Regions from separate parts of the Gossypium hirsutum genome. Here region 2 is linked to region 1. Evidence: chromatin contacts called from public Hi-C data. All regions are on one chromosome and are shown on one strand. Each heading gives the region's core, a stretch centred on a gene start, on an enhancer-like site or on the middle of the called end of the contact. The rest is flanking DNA. Distances are from core to core; before and after follow the strand shown.

Region 1 (6,665 bases), core at 181-2,680:
CATATAATTAGAATCATGAATTGTGTCACATCAATGCAGATAAACTACCATATACTTCCATCTTTCAGGCATCCCACCCCATGCATGTGATATGGCCAAAACACTTAAAATCATATAGGCATGTTTAGCATGCAAATCACATATGTACTCAAGGTACCAAATTTTCACATCTTATTTTCATACGAATATCACATATTTCATACGAATATCACATATTTCATATAATCACATAACATGAAAATGAAATATGCATATTTTTCATATTATTAGCAAACATCAATATCACACAACATACATTTCATAAGTATACGGTTTAAGAAAAACACTTACTTGATAGAAATTCATAAGGATGACTTATCTCACTTTATGGATACATATAGTATCCCCATCAAACAACATTATTTTAATTGCAACATTTTTATCAATATAATAATATTCTTAATTAATTTAGTGTTAAAACTCACACTTGATCCGATGTGTAATTAATCTCCCAGAACACCCAGTCAAGGATCTACAATTAGATTTCCTAATCAAACAACAAATGGCGATCTTGAGTTAAGACTATCATCTTTAAGGTTAATACAACAAATCGATTATCAATTATTATTAACACTTATCCTTAAAAGATCTCTCAGATTAGCGATTTAATCCCAACGGCTAACGGCCTCTCAAGTTGATGTCGAGTGACCCCTCTACACATAATATGTATGAAATATTAATCATTATGAAAATAAATCACTAAGGTCCTCCCTTAAGTTATCGGCCATGGGAAAATAATAGAGAGGAGAAACTATTTCTACACTCCTTTAATACTTACTCTAACATGAATGAAACGGATGATCAACGAAACGATTTGATCACGAATCAAAGGAGAAGAAATGATCTAAGAAGTGGATTTATTCGAAAATAAATCCAAGGAAAGGTAGAGTTCAAATTAGGATTTAAATAAAATAAAATAAAAATAATGAGTATTTGAAATGAATAAGAAAACAAGAAGAGATCTCCACTGTCGGTGATGGTGCTACGGTGGTGACGGCGACAATGATCCTTGATAAAGGCACAGTTCTGGTGGAGGGCAAAGAAAAGAGGTGGGTTCGATCACTTCTTTTAAAAAAGAGAGAATAGAATAAAAAAATAAGAAAAAGATAAAATGCACGGTGGTGCACGGTGGGTGTTATGGTGGAGGAGGCGACGCTTGCAGAGAAAAGGGAAGGGAAGATGCGGCAAGGCAGTGGCTTGACGATGAGGTGGTGGTGGTGCAAGGCTAGCTACGGTGGAGGAGAAGAGAAAAGAAAATAAAAAGAAAAATGAAGGGTAACCAAAAAGAGAGAAAAAATGAAAAAGGGAGAGGTTGCGGATGAGCTAATGGTGGGATAGTAATGAGAGGGAGGGTATGCCAAATTGGGTGAGAAGGATTATGGTCAACCATGTCTAGGTTCATTGAACCTCACACAAGGCATTTGTAAACAGAAAAGGGAAGAGAAGGAGACAAGGGAGTGAAAAAGAGGATTATGTTTGGTTAAACATGGAATGTTGACTAACAAAAGATGGAAAAAAAACTCCCTAAGCAAGGCATGTATGGGTGGACGGCAAAGGTGTTTTTAGGACTTAGGAATTTCACCAAAAAAATTAATTAAAAATATGTTAAATTGGTGACTTAAACTTAGGACCTCTAAGATAACTTTGGAGCACTCAACCACTAGGCCAATCATTTGTTTTTAACTTAGCACATAGTAAGTAAAATATATGGCATGTGACTAATTCATTTAAATTATTCGAATTTTGGGGCCCAACTTATATTTTAATGATTCATTAGGCAATAGCTTATGAAAAGTTCATGCAGAGATTACTCTCCCTCATTTTAAAGCTTTATTTCTAAACTTTTCAAAGCATGCATATACATATATTTATCATTTATGGCACTTATTTTCAATTGGATCCATCCATTCCATTGTAATTTCCTTAACTAGGGCATATACTTTTAGAGTACCTTATCAATTTAAATTCTCATTTTCTTAGCTATACATTTACCTTATTTTCATCCATTTTAGTAATAAAACATTTAGTTCTTGACCTTAACTTTTGCTTTTATCCATCTATAGTCACATTTAAAATTAATTATCAACATTTAATCCATTATCGCCTATAATAAACTTTAGTAAAACTGACTCGCATATACAAGACTCCTTCACCACACCAATGAGCACTAAAGTGCTAAACTGTAAAATAGCATAAAACATCCCTCCACCACACTAAAGAGCTCATAAGACCATAAACTACACCACACCATAATGCAAATAAGTGCAAGGCCCAAAGGTGATAAAAAGTGCACATAAGCGTGAAACCTATGACAAAACTCTAACACGCTATAGCCCTTAATTGGCATGTCAATTGTATGTTAACATTTTACTAAGTCTAGTAAGGCACATTATGATATTTACTCATATCATATATCCATATAAATCGTCACTACACTTATTTATTTTTTATAATCATTTCCACAATGGGTCATTATGACATAATATGTCTATATTTAGCAAAATTTAATCTTTCAAAACAGAATTGCCTACTTGAGTAGCTGTCAATAAATTATTTATTTGTCAATCCAAAAAATTCAAAATAAAAATCTGTTCGATATTTTAAAAATTATACTCTTGAACCTTTCAACCACAAAATTTCCAAAATTTATGCTTTTACACATGCTAGCAAATTTTAAAGGTTAGGGCAGAGTTGCTGGCCTACTACCAAACAACTGTGACCTCTCTTCATTCAAAAATAATTTAATTTTAAAATATAATTTATAAAAATTCACCATTTATTTTATTAGAAACTATACTTAATAAGAGTTTTATAAATATAAGACTTGTGTTCTAATTCATTTTATACAATTCTTAACAAATTTTCAAAATCGAAACAAAGGATGCTACTAACAAATTCAACCTTCCCTCATAGTTATCTCTTATTGTATAATTTGGATGCAAGTTCTGTTTGTTCCAATGAAAACTAGACTCTATAAGATTTAAAACCATATGTGGCTTAACTTCTAATTCAATTTCTTAATTTTTGGTGAATTTTCGAAGTCACACTACTATTGCTGTCCAAAATTGTGTTAGTACAAATGTTGATAACCAAATTATTCAAGTCACATATTAAACACATTCACCCAAAAACACATTTCATATTTATTTATATAATAAATCACATGTTTATTACACTATTTTCATATTAATAACTTAAATTTATTATTATCCTAAACATTTTAGCATAAGAAAAGTAAGAATATCCAATGATACTTACCTCTTGGAAGCCTAAATACTGAAAATCAAGTTAGAATATCCAGTGATACTTACCTCTTGGATGCCTAAATACTGAAAATCAAGTTTCCAAATACTTGTTTGCATTTTCTCAATTCTCATACAAAAAATATATCAAAATATTAATAGCAAAATTTTCTGAGCTTTCTCATAACCATTAAATTCGAATATCGAGCTAGGAGAGTTAGAAAAAAAACCATTCTTACCTTGATGAAACTTTCTATCTCTATCTTCATTTTCTCATACTAAAACTCCTTTAACCCTAGGCTACCACTAAATAAACTGATGGAGGAATTTAGCTTAGGAGGTTGTTTCATGGAACTTTTGACAAAATCTCAAGGTGGTATTTTTTAGAGAACATGAAGAAAAAGGCAAGAAAATGAAAAAAAAGAAGGGAACTAGCCATGGGAGGCTACTACCTACTTGGAAAAGAGAAAAATGAAGGCTGATGAGGTTCTTTTTCCTCATAAAAAGACCAACAAATGGACCCGAGGCCCATGTTCAACTATTCAAGTCCAATTTTTGTGATCCAATTCTTTAATATGAGGTTCCAACAATCCAAAATATTTTCAAATATAAAATATCACACTTAAATATTATTTCCATCATAAAAGTCTCGAGAATTGATCAAATTACCCTTTCATAGCAAAATTACTATTTTGCCCCTTTTGTCCATTTTCACTATTTCTTCTCAAAATTTTATACTTAGACCAATTCAAATTCATATGTAAAATTCATAATAATTCTTCAATATAACTCCATAAGCAACAAGAATTATAGTTTTTCTCTTTTCTCACTAACAATAGGAAAATAACAATTTAGTCCCTCTACTTCTAGTTCTTTTTAATTTAGTCCTAAAAGTGATTTTCACACTACCGAGTCATATTCCAATTTATTTTCATGTCAAATAGGCAATAAAAACTCTTAATTTCATTTTTTTAATTTTTCATTTTAGTCCTTTAACATTTCAATATTTGTTATTTAGTCCTTTCATCACATTTTCACCTATAAAGTTCTTTTCATTAAATCCCATAAAATTCTTTTATTTGAAAAATTTTCCAATTTTCTCAATAATTCACTATACCCACTATCAAAATAGTGCCACATGTCAAACTGGAAATTTGAGATTTTACTAGTATGAGTCCTTTTATAAACATTAAACAATTTAAAATAATATTAAATGATTTAATTATTTTTGGAGAAATCCACTTAATGACATATAAAAATATATAGACATGTGGCGATAGAATCCACTTTTCGTGACATCTCAATCAGCATTTTGTTTGGTGTTTAATCGAAGAATAACCAAAACAATCAAAATTCTTAACGACAATACTTCAATTAACAAAAAATTTAAAGTGAATAAAATAAGATAACAACACTTTTAAAATGACTATCTAAATAATTTACCTTAAAATAAAATAACAAACTTTAGTGCATGCTAGTTACAATATATGATTTCTTCTTCTTGTTGCTATCCTTGTGACAGCTTATAATTGCCATGTCCGATCCTCATTTATAGCGAGTGGGGGACTCTTTTATGAGTTGGACGTATGTTCGGGAAAAAAACCAAAACAAAAAGTACAAAACGTCGACAGCAGGGTTCGAACCTGCGCGGGCGTAGCCCAACAGATTTCAAGTCTGTCTCCTTAACCACTCAGATATCGACGGTTTTGTTTAGCGGACTTGAAAGTATATTATTACTCTTTATCAACAAAGTCCAACTTTATACGCAGGCTGTTGATATGCTTTCAACAAACCTAGTAATATTACTTACAGTACAGTAGAAAAGAAAATACCCAAAAATAAGAAAAAGTAAGATCAACATGACATGAATTTTTTTTGGTATATCAAAGTTTTCATAAGACGCCACTTAATTATAATTAAAATAAATTTAAAGGAGGTTTCACACATAATACATTTATTTATTATGAGACTCGAAATTGAGATTTTAAAGTTTATAAAACTTTAATCTTATGATTTAGTTAAAGTTTTATTGATAACATGATATTGATTTAAATACATATGTATATAATATTTTAAATGTGGTTATGATATTTAATAAATATAGTATAAATATATAGATTCCGTATTGGTATTTTTTTAAAAATTTTTGTAAATTGAAATTGTATTGTTAGTTTTTTATCTAACATATATATTTATAGGCTTGGAGTAGCTTGGGAATGTGGCCACCCAGGGCCTAAGACTGGAAGGGGGCAAAAGAAATTTTTCAACTTTTAACGTGGAAAAAAATATTTAGTCTTTTAAGTCTTCTCATTGACGCTTAATTGCAGGCATAAAAAAGAAAAGAGAGAAAATGGCTCTATTTTTTTTATTTTATTACTAGTATATGTTTTTATTTTATTATATTACATTTTATAATTTTTTTAAAAGGGTCCCAATTTATTGTTTTACCTGGAGTCTCAAAAATATTAAGAGTGGGACTACATATTTATATAAAAGTATAAATTTAGAGAAATTTTTGAATCGATGAAAAATATATTTTATTATATTCATTATATTACTAAATTGATATTAAAAATAATATATTAACATATTATTAATTAGAATATGATAATAAAAAAGAAATATTAATTAACATAATAATATATTAATGTGAAATTAATTAACTTAGTTGTATATTTTAAAAGTTGTACAAAAATAGATCATATCGTTTCATATATAGTATTAATTAACAAAATTTTTAAATCTAAAAAATCATTGGATATAATTAAAAAATTAAAAAAAATCGTAGATAAATAAAACATAAACATTAAATATGATAAAAATATTAAAATAATATAATTATAATTATAAGGAATAATATTTGGTATTGAGTAGAGTTTTTAGACTCCACAAGTAAGATTAGGGGTTGACAAGTGCCGTATAGATGTATAGTATAATATTTAAAAAATAAATATTTAAAAAAAGATACACATCACAATTTTTTAAGATTGTTTGTGGAATAAAAAATGTGCATAACCAATATGCCAAATACTAACCCTAATTAATTGTAATTATGCTATTAATAATATATTAAATTATTATGGTGGCACTTTTATCTTTTCATACTTTTATTCTTTAAATAAAAGAATTAAAAACTATAAATCTAAGGACACATGTTCAATAATATTAAAATATAAATTCATTACCATTTCACCTATATTCATTAAATAAATTTTAAAAGATAATATTTTTAACATAAAATGTTTTCTTTCACCCATATCATGATAAAATTTAATAAAAATAATTTTAATTATATTTATTTTATAAATAACTTTTTCATTATTAGTGTTATCCTATTTATCACTTAATTAAGAAGATAAAAAAATCACTTAATTAGTGGTATAA
Region 2 (7,371 bases), core at 3,313-5,812, 940 kb after region 1:
AGCCCATGTCCAAAGCCATGTGATCCATAAATTGACCCTAAATTCAAGTCATTTCAAGGCCAAATCATACCTAACTAACCATTCTATTTGGGCACACATTCAAGGGATTTAAACATCATTCAATCACACCTAAACATACCATTTCAAACATAAACTTAACCATAAGCTTAGCGTAATTATATACAAGCACTGTCAAACTCATAAGTTAGGATGCTTAACCATGATACAAATGTATTCAATCATATATTAGGTAAGTTCCACACATACATCATTTAATTCATCAACTTTTTCATATGATCATAAACCGTTTCATTTGTATAGTTATCGTGCCATTTCCTTTACTTATCCATTGAACAATCTAGAATTACATCAGATATTCGAGAATGCTCACACATAGTGTGCCGTTCCATATAATCGTAGCCTTTCCTTTTCAATAATGCTCACATGAGCTATGAAATGGGCCTGTTCACACAAGTTGTGGATCAAAATGTTAGCTACACGATGCTACTCACACAAGTTGTGGAGAATTCGCAACAAATACTAGACCTCAACCATCGGTAGGACATTCAAGACCAGCACCTGAAACATGAAATCCTTAATGATATGTCATCCGCATCCTAAGAATTCTTAAGGCTCAAACGAGATTCATTATATATAACACAACATAGTAAATAATCAATTAGGCTATCAATAATATGACAATAATTCATATGAATTTACCTTGATAACTAGAGTCGTAGAAGTAATGTTGCAAACTAATCCGAAGCTTTAGCCTTTCCTCGATTTAAGTTTGGTTGTGGCTTATCTTGATCTAAATAGATAATTTCATTCAATTAAGTACTTCAAGAATTCAATTTAATCCATAATTCATATTTATGTAAAATTTTAAAATTACCCCTAATAATTTAACTTTTCACAATTTAGCCCTTAAGCTCATAACTTGAATATAACTCATTTTAACCTAAATCCAATTTAACCAATGCTACAAGGGACCTTGAAACAACCCATAATTATCAAAAATTCAAAAGAAATTCATTCGACAGGAAAAAAAAGTGTAATGTTTGCAAGCAACATGGATATGCAAAAACTCCATGTTTCATTAACAAACGATTGAAGTATGTATACATTTATTTTTAAGTAGATATTTCAAATTTGAACAGTTTAATAGATTTAGATTCTTTTTTTTTATGTCTAGGGAGGATATAAATTTGTCATCAACAATAATAGATCCTATGTCATTTACTTAAGGAGATAATATTTTTAAGGTAAATTAATTAAGCAATTATATATTGATTAAATAATATTTTAAAGGACTAATTTTTTTAATATATTATGTTAGACAAAACACATTAGCGAACAAAATAACTTAATTATAAATAAATACATATGTAATAAAATATAAATAAAATGATTTATAAATAATTTATCAAATATGAAAATCAAATAAGACCATAATAAATAGTGGAAATAAATGAGAATTAAGATTTTACGAAATGTTTAGGCCTATGAAACACAGTTTCCTTAAGATAGATTCGGCCGCTCCTACGATTCCTGGAGTAACGTTGGTCGAATGTCTCCTAAGATACAACAACAATAGTGATCAAAGTAGCAGCACCTCTACAACAATTGAACAATGTCTTTTTCTATCACCGAAATGTTTGAAACTACGAAGGAGAAAAAAGAAGAGTTTTGAGAACAACAGAGTTTCGGCAAAAGAAATTATCAGAGAATATAAGTTTATAAAACCCTTCAAAAATCATGGCCTTTTATAAGCATGTCTGGCGGAGATCATATTCACGCTGGTACAGTAGTAGGTAAACTTGAGGGAGAAAGGGACATAACTTTGGGCTTTGTTGATTTACACATGATGATTTTATTAAAAAAGGTCAAAGCCGTGGTATTTATTTCACTCAATATTGGGTTGCTATGCCAGGTGTTCTGCCCGTAGCTTCGGGGGTATTCACGTTTGGCATATGCTTGCTTTGATCGAGATCTTTGGAGATGATTCTGTACTATAATTCGGTGGACGAACTTTAGGACACCCTTAGAGAAATGCACCGAGTGCCGTAGCTAATCGAGTAGCTTTAGAAGCATGTGTACAAGCTTGTAATGAGGGACGTGACCTTGCCCGCGAGGGTAATGAAATTATCTGCGAGGCTAGCAAATGGAGTCCTGAACTAGTTGAGTTGGAATTTTGGAAAAAAAATCCACAAAATCTATTTGATTTAAAAATTTCATATAAGCAAATTTTACATTGCCTATATCATGTAAGTGTGCTTTAACTCTATCAAGTTTGGACCTACATTCCCTCATTGGGCACAAGGCAAGGTTACAAACTTAATCATTCAATAATCTTTTAAGAGAGTTCACATATATAAAGACATCTCACACTTGGTATCTAACCAATGTGGGATCTAAGCCATTTTTCATTCATCACTCAACCATTTTGAGCATATGATATACCATTTTAAAGGTTTCATAGAGTAGAATATGAAACCATAATTTTATAATTCAACTCTCTACCTTTACCTATTGAGAATATGCCTCAAAATTCCCATAAAAATAATTTTTCCTACATATTATATATATATGAATATTACACGAATCTCATCTCGAAAAATTTTCCAAATATTACTGAAAAACTCAATTTACCTTAAAAAAAATTTAAATTGGTAATTCACTATTTTACTCTTTTTCTCGTATTATTACGAGGGAATAACACTAAATTTATAGTTGTTAACCTTTTAGCAAGACATTTTTTTACCTCATGTTTTGTTTTTAATCAAAATGACTTTCATTTGAGATTTGTACCTTCAGCTGACAATTTTTTTTAATCAAATAGACCTTCACTTGAGATTTGTATCTTCAACACTAAATCTATTGCTTAAATGTAGAGAAGCCACCCTTCAGCTGATGACCTGACTCCCTTGGGGGAAGCCACAGATTTAAAACAGTCGAGGAAGATGAATGTGGTCACCATTAACCAAATGAATGTAGCCCAATGCAAAAGCACAATTCCACTATCTTCAAAATTACATGTAGACACGTGCCTGTGAACATCGGTAACCCTACAACTAGAACATCCAATGTTTGAACAAACAAGCTCCCTAAGATTAAACAATTGCAGTCAAAATCCTAGCACTTGTGATGCAACCACCCTTACCTCAGACACAGTCATCGTATGTTTCTCACACTTGTCTTGCGAGCATGTCAGCCTTATCTTGCCCACCTTCTAAAGAGATAAAGGTTTTCCTTAGGGTGGGGTCTTCGAAGAGATTCAAAATAGAGCCACTCTTCAATGTCTTGTATCTTATACAATGCTTTAATGCAATTAGTTATGCTAAATTTCTCATCACTTGGTTTTGTGGTGGCCTCATAACCCATCTAAATCAGAAGCAAAAGCACAAAGCAAGTAAATAGCCATAACTGGTAGAAGCAAGTCATATGTAACAGAAGCCACAACCATGCAAAATGAAAGTACACTTCCAAATGCATATGAACTTTAAAGTCACCAATGGATCTTCTAATCCGCCGCTTTTTGGTTTTCTTCTCGCTAACCATTGTGAATCACAATCAGATAATACTAAACCCAACTCTTCTACTATTTATGAGGTAAGGCCGGAACATGGAATCATCCACAAGCTTGACACACAAAGATGTTAAATATTTTCTTTGTTTGACAATTCAACACTTGGAAGAACAATTTATATGACAGATTGATTGTGTGTAGTACGATGTTAAACCACCATCAATATCAACAAAAATGTTAATGCATAAGTAACGGCTTACTTCGTTCCAAGCCAAGGTGAGGGTGACATGTTCTCTTATGGATAACCGAGATCAAGAGTGAAAACTGCTAATATTTGAAGGCTGCAAAGATTATAGCATCAGCCCTGCGGCCGCTGTTCCCATGGCAGTATATCACACAGGGTAGAGGTTTTCCTTCAAGACTAACCAGGGTTATGTAGTGACTACATTGTAGAACATCGTCCCTATTGTTTTTAACCTCTCCGCTAACATTTTCCTTCCAACAAGGAGAACCTATCGCCCTGCCTGTGCTGATTCGTAGAATTCGGAAAAGTTTTCATGCTGCTGAGTTGAAATGATTAAGGAGGAGACGGAAAATCAATATGTCATGAGATTAATGAACTAAAATAGTCATTTTAATCCTATGAGAAGTTAACCAAGCTTTGAAAGCCTTCTAAGTATGAGAATTAAGCTGGTGATAGTGATTGCAGAAGGGAATTATTTTTTAAATAATTTAAATTGAGTTAAAAAAAATTGATTGCAGCGTCATCTTTAATTTAATACACATTTTAATACTTAATTAATTAATTTCACAATCAATCTTTATCTTGCCGTAGTTTCCAATCACGCTGTCGATCCAAGTGGATAAGAAGTGAATTAAAGCTGTCATCGTCGAGTTGACTCGTCATAGCCGAGTCAAGTGAATCGGTTGAAAATTCCTTTCTGGCTCGCTACGAACACTATTAAGTACTTCTTACCGCCACGTGTCCTTATTTTTAATTACTACAGATTTTCAAATGTATAAAATTAGAAAATAAAACGGTAAGGAAAGAAAATGCTTCCGTCCCAAAAAGCGAAGGTATTGTTTTCCGCTTTAGTTGTTTCTGCCATTGTATTTTCCTCTATTTTCAGTCTCCGAGTCAGACTCAGCTGAGGGCGATCGTAAGTAACTCACCAGTAAGTTTCTTCTCTTTCTTTTTTAAAAGATTAATAAAGAGAGTGATAATGAGGAACTAGAATTTCTAAAAATGGAGAAACATCTTGTTTTTGCACCTCAGATTGATACATTAGTTTCTTCATACCTTCTATTATTATATCAATTATTTGAACTTTAGAAAAGGTAATATGAAAAGAAAATTATGTATGCATTTTCAAAAAACAATAAATTCGTTATTGTTACTTTCCTTTTGGTATCTAGTTTTCTGGGGAAAGTGAAGGAAAACGACTACGTTTTCTTTATATATACAGTTTTTCTTTTTGTTTTTCACTTTATATTTCTGGCTGAAATTTATTTACTATAAAATGAATAAAGATGTGATGGCTGATAGCTGGTAAGGGAGCAGATAGTTTCTAAAATTTATTTTCTGTCATGATTTCTATAAAAGAAATTAGTTTTCTTATTTCTGTTTCTGTTTCAGTGCGGAACTACTAACTTCTGTATGCAAAATAAATTTACGACTTATGAGTATAATTTCATTTCTTGAAATGATTCTCTTTTGATGCATTTCTTGTATTTGACTTTTTTGTTGATTGCTTCTTATATTTTCCGTAGGAGTAAGAACTACGAAGAGGTTGCTGGGTACCTTTCTTTTTCCCTTCTTAAGGCTATAACTTTTGATTTATGGTAGATTAGGGTTTAATTCAAAATTTTTTTTCAAGTATTCATCGGTCTCTTGTGGGTCTCAGTCAGGGACCTACTTTGTGGGATTGCCCGGATAATTGAATTATTGAAGTGAATTATTGAAGATGTGAAATTTTTTAGAGTACGGTAACATCAGCGAAGTTTAATCGTCAGATTTTTTTTTCTTTTACCCCTTGAAAACTGTTACTGCTTCCTATAATAATTGGTGAGAGAGAGCCTATTGTTAATGGTGCAAAAACCTGGTAGTTAGTTTCCGATGGGTTGATAGATAAGGGTAAACTCCTCTAGGATTTTGGTCCAAGTGTTGCAAGTTTAGGGAGCGCTTTGATGCACACACTTATTTATTTGGGACTGAAGTGAAACTTTTTATCCGGATGGTGTAGGCTTACTTATTACAAGAGTGAATAGTGAGATCCTTTGGAATTATGCTATTAACATGTCATTGTCTGCAGAATGAAAGGAGAAAAGCTGTACTACTTTTCTTGCTCCGAATTTTTAGACCTAATCCATGATTTTTTTGCATCCTTGGTTAAGTTATCTGTTTTAGAAAGATGGAAATTGATATCTGCGTAAAAACTTGCTTGGCTTGAAAATTGGTTGCTAGTTTAGTTCAACCTCTCTGATATTTGTTGCATTTTTCAGTGAAGCATATTTGAAGTGTCATCAGCAAATGCTTTTAGCGAAAAAAATTGGGGAAGGGGTGAACGAACTATTGTTATGTTAAAGTGGATTGACATTTTTCTAAGTTGCACTCCTCTAGATCTGAAAAACAGAGATGATTGGACTCTGATGCTGTTGGATGTATAGGTAAAATTTGTTCTTTACATAACAGAATGATTTCGCATAATTTTGGTTTTGCATGCTCTGTATTCATATGGAGTCCACGAATGGTTTCCTTCATGTATAGTTGAATTTAGCATAATTGAGTCTTCTTTGCCCTGTTTATTTTCTTTATGAATTGAACAAACGTCAAAGGTTATACTTTCAGGATCTGGTGACAGGTTGCTTCTGTTTTATATGAAGACTGTGCTTAGTGTTCTATGAGTTTTATCTCTCCGATGGATTGGAATGCCAAAACGCCTTTGCAATGGGACTGGGAAAACTTGATGATGTTAAATGCAACACCAACTGAAATTCCAAGGAAGCTCAGACCTGAACAGTGGGATATTGATGGAGAGGGAGGAATGAACTCTGGGTCTTTCTATTCTTCTGTTGCTGCTGGAGGTAGTGGTGGTTCTGCCTCAGATTTGGGCCTTGCTTCTATGTCTAAAAGTTCAAAATCGGCATCTATTAATTCTTCTTCTATGGGGGAGGTAAAAATGACCAAATTTACTTCGGAAGCCTTTGAAGCTATCCCAGATGATATTAGCAACCAGAACGAAGCTTTCAGGGCTGAGCTGGCTGGTACTTCCCCAACACTTGAGGCTTCAGTTGGCTCTGGTGAGCCATTGCTCAGTTTAAAGCTTGGTAAACGGACATACTTTGAAGATGTTTCTGGGGGAAGCAATACTAAGAATTTGTCTTATTCTTCCACTTCTGGACAATCTCCTGCCCAAGCAAAGAGATCTAAACCCAATTGTCAGGGCATACATGTTCTGCGTTGCCAAGTTGAAGGCTGTAACTTTGACCTCTCCTCAGCAAAGGATTACCATCGGAAACACAGAATTTGTGAAAGTCATTCAAAGAGTCCAAAGGTCATTGTACATGGTCAGGAACGCCGGTTCTGCCAACAATGTAGCAAGTAAACTTTTTTCTTTATTCTGATGATTTTTACATTGGAAGTAGATTGTATCCAAGAATATTTTCTTTATTGATTGTGTATTTGCATGGTGATGTTTTACTTATCTTAGTATCAACCAATAGTAGGTATTTGATTCCTTATTGTTGGGCTTGTGAACTCTTGATGAATGTTAAAATCATAGTTATGTTAATGCTGTCAAAGGTTCCATGGCCTGTCGGAGTTTGATGAAAAGAAGCGAAGT

The links. A called contact is a pair of places that touch in the nucleus more often than the background predicts.
Region 2: a contact with region 1 is called in a Hi-C map of leaf, with 2.3 times the contacts expected there. The contact joins the promoter of LOC107916524 here to the enhancer-like site in region 1. A contact is called at or near these places in 2 of 34 Hi-C or Micro-C datasets (callus and leaf).

What each region holds. Positions count from the first base shown.
Region 1 is chrA01:93,844,436-93,851,100 of Gossypium_hirsutum_v2.1, forward strand. It overlaps TRNAS-UGA (transfer RNA serine (anticodon UGA)), which reads right to left and starts at 4,983; the gene lies at 4,904-4,983. Within about 2 kb of position 1,431, at least 4 of the 9 cell types and tissues checked have an H3K27ac peak or open chromatin away from gene starts, as enhancers often do. A contact at or near this core is called in leaf, where this site is marked.
Region 2 is chrA01:94,780,207-94,787,577 of Gossypium_hirsutum_v2.1, forward strand. It overlaps LOC107916524 (squamosa promoter-binding-like protein 2), which reads left to right and starts at 4,563. Exons shown (of 6, transcript XM_016845790.2): 1 at 4,563-4,704; 2 at 6,032-6,196; 3 at 6,391-7,130; 4 at 7,332-7,371. The coding sequence starts at 6,430.